Regions from separate parts of the Sus scrofa genome. Here region 2 is linked to region 1. The links are chromatin contacts, called in public Hi-C maps. All regions are on one chromosome and are shown on one strand. The core of a region is the stretch at or near the end of the contact, and the rest is flanking DNA. Distances in the headings are between cores, read along the strand shown.

The links. Hi-C and Micro-C count contacts between places; a contact is called where the count stands out from the background.
Region 2: a Hi-C map of skeletal muscle shows a contact between it and region 1, with 6 times the contacts expected there. The contact joins the enhancer-like site here to the promoter of ADAMTS9 in region 1. A contact is called at or near these places in 6 of 47 Hi-C or Micro-C datasets (heart right ventricle, retroperitoneal adipose tissue, skeletal muscle and 1 more) and 1 of 2 datasets of contacts at active chromatin or transcription factors (skeletal muscle).

Annotation. Positions count from the first base shown.
Region 1 is chr13:46,207,644-46,211,226 of Sscrofa11.1, reverse strand. ADAMTS9 (A disintegrin and metalloproteinase with thrombospondin motifs 9) reads left to right here and starts at 1,989. Exons shown (of 40, transcript XM_003132298.6): 1 at 1,989-3,583. All of the region lies in intron 1 of LOC106505633 (a long non-coding RNA gene), which reads right to left. The region is part of intron 1 of LOC110256460 (a long non-coding RNA gene); the gene reads right to left.
Region 2 is chr13:46,412,691-46,416,252 of Sscrofa11.1, reverse strand. All of the region lies in intron 3 of LOC106505633 (a long non-coding RNA gene), which reads right to left. Among named protein-coding and RNA genes, the nearest start is that of ADAMTS9, 210 kb to the right of the region's middle. Within about 2 kb of position 2,067, at least 11 of the 83 cell types and tissues checked have an H3K27ac peak or open chromatin away from gene starts, as enhancers often do. A contact at or near this core is called in skeletal muscle and subcutaneous adipose tissue, where this site is marked.

The DNA of each region.
Region 1 (3,583 bases), core at 740-3,239:
ACTAAGATCATGTCCCCCATGTCACGTAAAAGATGACACAGTGTCTCCCCACCTCCACTCTGCAAACATGAAACTGGATCAGAGAGGTACTGAGGGCGCTGTTCAAGGCCTCAGAGGTCAGCTACCTCCTGCTTGGTGCTTCATTTACCAGAATCCTATGCTACCCAGTACCATGGCTTATCTATTGCTGAAACTACTCACTGCTGACCACTCAGGAAACTATTCACTTTAATTCTGGCTCCTGGTCTCTCCCTATCATTTGGGTGTGGGTTTTCCCTTGCTGTGGAAATAGATGGCTTTGCTTCAAATCTCCTTCCTGCTGTTTTCACTGGCGTTCTGCAAAGTCATTTGTGATGTCATTGTTCGTATTTCTATTGACCAGACTATCTCTCCCCAGTGACTAATCTCAATGGTCATTCCTCTGGGATTCAGTTTTCATGAAGCAGCAGCCAAAGACGCTTCTCATTTAACCTACAATAACATTCAATTCCAGTAAAGCCTCGAGAAGAAAATGGGCTCAAAACTTTCCCTCCTACATTAACTCCAGGTGACCTCAACAAGTTGTTCTTCTTTCAGAGGAAGCTCTTGTGAGAGACCAATTATTAGAAAATCCACTTTGCCCTCCTGTACTCAGGTAATTTTACATTCCTATTTATAGAACCACCTTTCAAATGGCATATAAATATATTTTTTCTTTCATAATTTCTATTTCATTGATTGTTTTGAGAATCAGTACACATATATTTTAATCTGTACACAACTCAATGTATATAGCAAAAATCTAAAAAATATCATTGTGATTCTTTTCTAAACAGTTATTTTAGTGACTTTCCAGCCTGAACTTTGGTGGCAAATATTCCTTAAAAAGGATATCAAGTATAAGTTTATTTATCATTTATTAACTTATATATGTATTTTAATATAGATTATTCTAACTATATTATTATAAATGTGATACATCATTTCATCCCAATTGAAACAAAGTAGGTTTATATCCATTCATTCATTCAATAAATACTTCTTGGAGTTCCTCTCACAGCGCAGTGGAAAAGAATCTGACTAGGAGCCATGAGGTCACAGGTTTGACCCCTGGCCTTGCTCAGTGGGTTAAGGATCTGGCTTTGCCATGAGCTGTGGTGTAGGGTGCAGATGCAGCTTGGATCTGGCATTGCTGTGGCTATGGCTAGGCTGGCAGCTGTAGCTCTGATTCAACCCTTAGCCTGGGAACCTCCATATGCCACAGATGCGGCCCTAAAAAAAAAGAAAAGAAAAAGAAAAAAGAAATTTCTTGAGCTCCTACTGTGAGCCAGACCTGTACTAGATGTTGAGGAAAACACCGTGAAATATCACTGAGGTCACTGAAATGATTACTGTAAAATACTCAACATTAGAAAAAGGAGATAGAGAGCTAAAGAAAAAGTATACGTAACAAAAACAATCAAGGCAGTTCTCTCAATGATTCTCACCAAAACCACCCTCTAAAACCTAGCACCACTTCTGATCATTTATTCCTTATATATAATTATGAACTTGGACTAAACTGCCAAAACAATTTAAATTACGTCTGTCACTTACTAGTTGGAGGACCCTTATAAAATTGCCTTTTTAGACCTTTTTAGACCTCAACATCCTTATCTGTAAAATTAAATTACAGGTACTGCCTGTCTCATAGGGCCACTGTGAGAATCAAATTAAATGCACATGGTTTAAGCACATGGTATGCACTCAATAAAATTTGATTATTAACATTATTATTCAGACAAGACTTTGCCTTGAATTATTTAGTTTGCTAGCTCACTTGTCCTACTCATTTCTTGTTATTTCAAACATCTTCCTAAGATTCTTGAGACTTGTTTATGGATGTAAATTAAAAGGTAAGCTAATTATCACTTAAATGATGAACCTACTCACTGAGGATGAGAAATTTGAAAACTTAAGCTCTGGTCAACTCAGCAGGCTACAAGAGATACTTTGCATTTTTTTTTTTTTTTTTTTTTTTTTTTTGGTCTTTCCTAGGGCCGCACCCTCCACACATGGAGGTTCCCAGGCAAGGGGTCCAATCGGAGCTGTTGCCGCCAGCCCACACCACAGCCACAGCACTGCCAGAACCAAGCCATGTTTGCGACCTACACCACAGCTCACGGCAATGCCGGATCCTTAACCCACTGAGCAAAGCCAGGAATCGAATCCTTGACTTCATGGTTCCTAGTCAGATTCATTAACCACTGAGCCACAGGGGAACTCCCATAAGGTATTTTCATCCCTTTCAGCTGTGGAAATGATTGAGTTCTAGGGGAGCAATGTTAAAGAACGGTAACAAAGTTCATCCTTTAATGCCAAGTACTAGAAAGAAAGCTAAGGAGAAACAGTACACAATGGATATGTCTAGCCTTGCGTATAATAATTCCTACAGCGTTAAATTCTCTATCGGGGGATTTAAATTGAAAAAGAGGGAAATTGTCTAATGGGAAATATTGAAAGGTGCTACATTTTTAAGCAACTTTACAGTGGAGGTCCTAGAGTATTTTCCATGGGAATCAGCTGATAGTTTGCTTTCTTGATACTTTTCTATTCTGCTAAACTCTCAGCCAATCTCAGACCCTGTGACTGAGGAATTTTTATTACATAATGGAAAGAAAGATTGTGTATTAGAAATGTCTTTTTGTCAACTACTTTGAAGGTTTAAGAAACAGCTTTAAACGTTATCCTTTAAAAAGCTAGCTGTACACTTGACAGGTATTTCTGTTGTGCCATCTTTATATGGTGTATACCCATCATAAATTCCAATCATATAGTTAGATGATGGCAACATTGATTAACAACTTATTTAGGCAATTTTAGTCCTACCAAGTCACTTACCTCTACAAAAGGAGAAATATATGCATTAATGTTTCTGCAGTAGTAGATACTTATAAAATATTGCTATTTGGTTCCCAGTGTTGGCAATCTTTGATATTTTCAACCCCGAGTGCCAGCTAAGCAACAGAAAACTCTAGTTCTGGGATTTTGGGCAAATATTCATTAGTAATACTTTTTACAGAAATTGTTCGAAATATCCAGGATTAAAGAACCCCACCCCCACCCCCCATACGCACACACATCCCACATCCCTCCCTTTCTGGCATAATTTCTGACTTCCAAATTTGCATCCCAAGACGGAGTGTCAGCTTTGAGCTGCTCACAGCATCTCTCAGGCAAAGAGCAAGCGGAAGTGATTGAGAAATCCCTCCAGGCGCTGGTGCTTCCCCTCGGAGTAGACGACACTCCCCTCGCACCCCCACCCACACCCCCGAGCCTATCTCTAAACCCGGAGGCACTCGGGGGCGCCGAAATCCCCGCCCCTTCTCGCTTTCCAAAGCGGTTCTTAACCTTTTTTGGGCCGGAGACCTACAGAAAGCTAAGGACCCTATGGCAATGGGGACAGAGATTGGGGAAAGAACAGCTTTAAAGCTTTGCCAAACTTTCGGGAGACCCTGAATTTTAAACACACCCGAACTGCAAGATAAGAACCCTAACTCTAAACTCTTGGTTTAGGGCGATAAAACCAAGAGAGGTGCACGCAGTTTAGATGTCAAATCTCGTC
Region 2 (3,562 bases), core at 818-3,317, 200 kb before region 1:
CCTACACTGAAGCCCTGTGTTAACATTACATTTAAGGATGTAGAAAAAGAATGATATGGAGACATCTTTGTGTTTTATTCATCCAACTGCTTCTGTTTCTATTTCTACACAGAAAAATACTAGAAGGTGTCATACCAAATCAGGAAGCATCAATATTATCTGTGTGCTAGGATTAATAATGGTTTCTGGTCTCATCATTTTGCTTAACTGTGTTTTTAAAAGGTTCAGCCATAAACATGTATTATATATATATATTTATATTATTTGATCTGTATCTCATTTTGTACATATATATCATTATATAGTCATATCTACATGTATTATGCCTATCATTTATATATACATATATGTGTGCACGTGTGTATATACGTGTGTGTGTGTATATAATTTTAAGGAGAAAATGAAGCCTGAGATATCATAAGAGATAACAAAAGGGGAACCAGACACTTACTGAATTCAAGTTGGATTAAATTCTAAAGTATAGAAAAGACTTGCAGATGTGATTACAAAACCACTGTCAGCAATCTTAGTGAAATCAGAGACTGGGAGTAAGGCCAGGCAATTGGATACAGGAATATGTTATTCCAGTTTTCAAAAATGAGAAATATGTGGATTCTAAAAAGTAGAAGGTAATGGATAAAGCATTTGGAACCCCATTATTAAATACACACTTTAAAAACATTCAGGAAGGACAGCTTAGCCAGTGACAGGTGAGAGTCTGCAGAAGTTCTAATCATACAGAGGTAACTTCATCTCCTCTTTCAGGGGTTTGTTTTTGATTAATCAATAAAGTAGTCCAGGTATCATGTTCTTTGATTCCAACAAGAGCATTTGATAGACAGATGTGTGTTTGTCCACATGGAAAGTGTGGGCTAGAAGATAATTTGATGAGTCAGGGATCACAACTAACTTAATTATCCATAATAACCACCAGTGGCTGTAAATTCCCTGAGCAAAATGCCATGCTGAGCCTCTGAACACACAGCCTTGTCAAATGGGTGCCATGGTTATTCCTCTTTACAGAGATGGGGGAATAGGGTTGGAGAGGTTGTCATAGTCTTGAAGATACACAGTATGTAAATAGCAGAGGTGGAATTAGTGCTTTTAACTACCACTCCATGTTGCCTTCCTAGTAAATAAATAGGGATTAAAATGAGAGGGCTGTAGTTGCAGGCCGTGAGTCTTTATCTCATGCAGTATGTTGACCAATGACTCCTAAGAGACTGTAGAAGTGATAGTTGTCAGATTCCAGATGACATACCACTGGGGGTTAGCCATTCCTGTTTTCAGTGTCACTTCCTGACCTTTGATTGCAGGAGTGAACTCTACAGCAGGTAGAACAGGAACAGAGGACCAGAGAGGCATGGACAGGGTAGAAACCAAACTCTAATCCACTTTTTCCAAAAATACATTTGCTAAGGTCACCAAGAAGTTCAGCCCTTTTAGTACTTTCCATGGACATTTGTCCTGAATAAGAAAGAGGCTTTTGGCCCATTTATTTCTCCAGTTCTTTCAGCTGCGCATAAATCTTTGTGGAAAAAAAAAATCCTCTGGTTCTGAAAATAAAAGATTTATTTCTTTTTAAACTTTCTCTCCCAAAGTACTTTGTTATAGAAGTTGGAAAGAAGGAAAAAGCAGAAAAGAGGGGGAGAAAGAGGCAAGCAGGGAGCAGAGAAGAGAAAAAAGAAGGGGGAAGGAATAAGAAGGAAAAACATAGAAGAGGAAAAAAAGGAGAGAAAGAAACAGAGAATGAGAAAAAGAAATGTCTTCTTTGTGTGATAACATCAGATTTTCTTTCAAGGCAGCAGGGGAAAACGAAAGGGGTTACAGTTTCCCCAGATGTTTGGTCTGGATGCAGTGTAAACAACCCCCCCCCACCCCCCATCTGGACCCCAGGAGACTGTGACTTTCAGTGAAGCCTGAATGCCTGCTTGGCCAAACAGCCATGAACCCTCCCAGGGCCCCTGATCGCTGAATCAGCAGGAGCGACCAGGGGAATATGACTGTTTCCCATTTTCATCAGCCTGAATGCCAGATTGCAGAGTGTGCAGGTGAAGGGTGATGTCCTGGAACAATCAAGGTCCGCTCCAACTAGGAAACTGGGCCACAGTATGCAGATCCTTCCTGACTCTGCAGAGCTGAGTTTGTGGTGAGATGATTTCTTAGCTGACGTTATGAAACACACGCCGTGAAGATTTGGCCAGGCATGTAACCCAGGGTTTGTGTTCTTCCGAACTTTCTTTTCTTCTCTATCAAGAATATATCCTGCCATATTCATAACCATGTAATGTTCTCCAGTCATTTAAAAAGGGGATATTTGAGTTCCCATCATGGTGCAACAGAAATGAATCCGACTAGGAACCATGAGGTTTCGGGTTCAATCCCTGGCCTCACTCATCGGGTTAAGGATCTGGTGTTGCTGTGAGCTGTGGTATAGGTCACAGACACGGCTTGGATCCTGCATTGCTGTGGCTGTGGTGTAGGCCAGCAGCTATAGCTCCAGTTTGACCTCTAGCCTGGTAACCTCCATATGCCGCAGGTGTGGCCCTAAAAAGCAAAAAAAGAAAACAATAAAAAAAGAAAAAATAAAAAAGGGATATTGACTACAGGACAATGCTACTTGGCAGGAAAAGATGCCTGCAGTATATGTTTATTGGAGCCCCGGTATAATATGACACAATCAACATCAATTATCCTAGCTGGTAGGATTGCAGGGGATTTAAAAATTTTATATTTTTCTATATTGTTTGTATTTTTATACTCATTGTTATAGCTATGAATATGGAGGGTTTCTTACGTGGTGGGTACCATGCCAAATATTTCATGTGAATCATCTCCATGGCTCTTTGCAAGAGACCTATGAAGCAGGTACTATTATCATCTTCATTTTATTGAGGAAGCAACATAATTAAGTCCCTTGGCCAAGGTTCTGCACCCAGAAAGTGCCAGAAAATGGGACTGAAATCCATAACCCACACTAAAGCCCATTCTCTGAAGCACCACATGACAACATATATTTTTGAAAACAATAAAACTATTTAAATGAAAATGTATCCTGACGATTGGTATACATCAGTTTTCTTCAAACAAAATGCAGGTTTTAAAAATAGAGTAGTTGATAATTAATGGTGATATAAATTGTTCCTGATTCTCTATTACATGAGAATGCAGGCTACAGCTATCATTCCATTGTGTGGGCTTGTGTGTCCATAAGCACCCCTAGAAAATAAGAGAAGTTTCTATGCTGGGTATATTGACTGTGATTTTCCATGTTGGGAAGGGGACTCGTTTTCAACTCCTTTGATTGATGGTGGTTTAAAATTGCACCCTCTCCACCTGCCTTTCTGACTTCAGCACAGATGCCTGAATGCCTTTTACCAACCTCTAGAACAATAGCTCTTCTTTCCCTTTTCTCTCCCTGGGCTGTGCCGCTCCATGAACTTCAACCTTCTTTTTTTTTTTTTTTTTTTTTTTTTTTTTTGCCACAGCAACTCATCTGAGCCGCCACATCTGCAAAGCTTAGGGCAATGCCAGAGCCTTAACCCACCAACGAGGCCAGGGA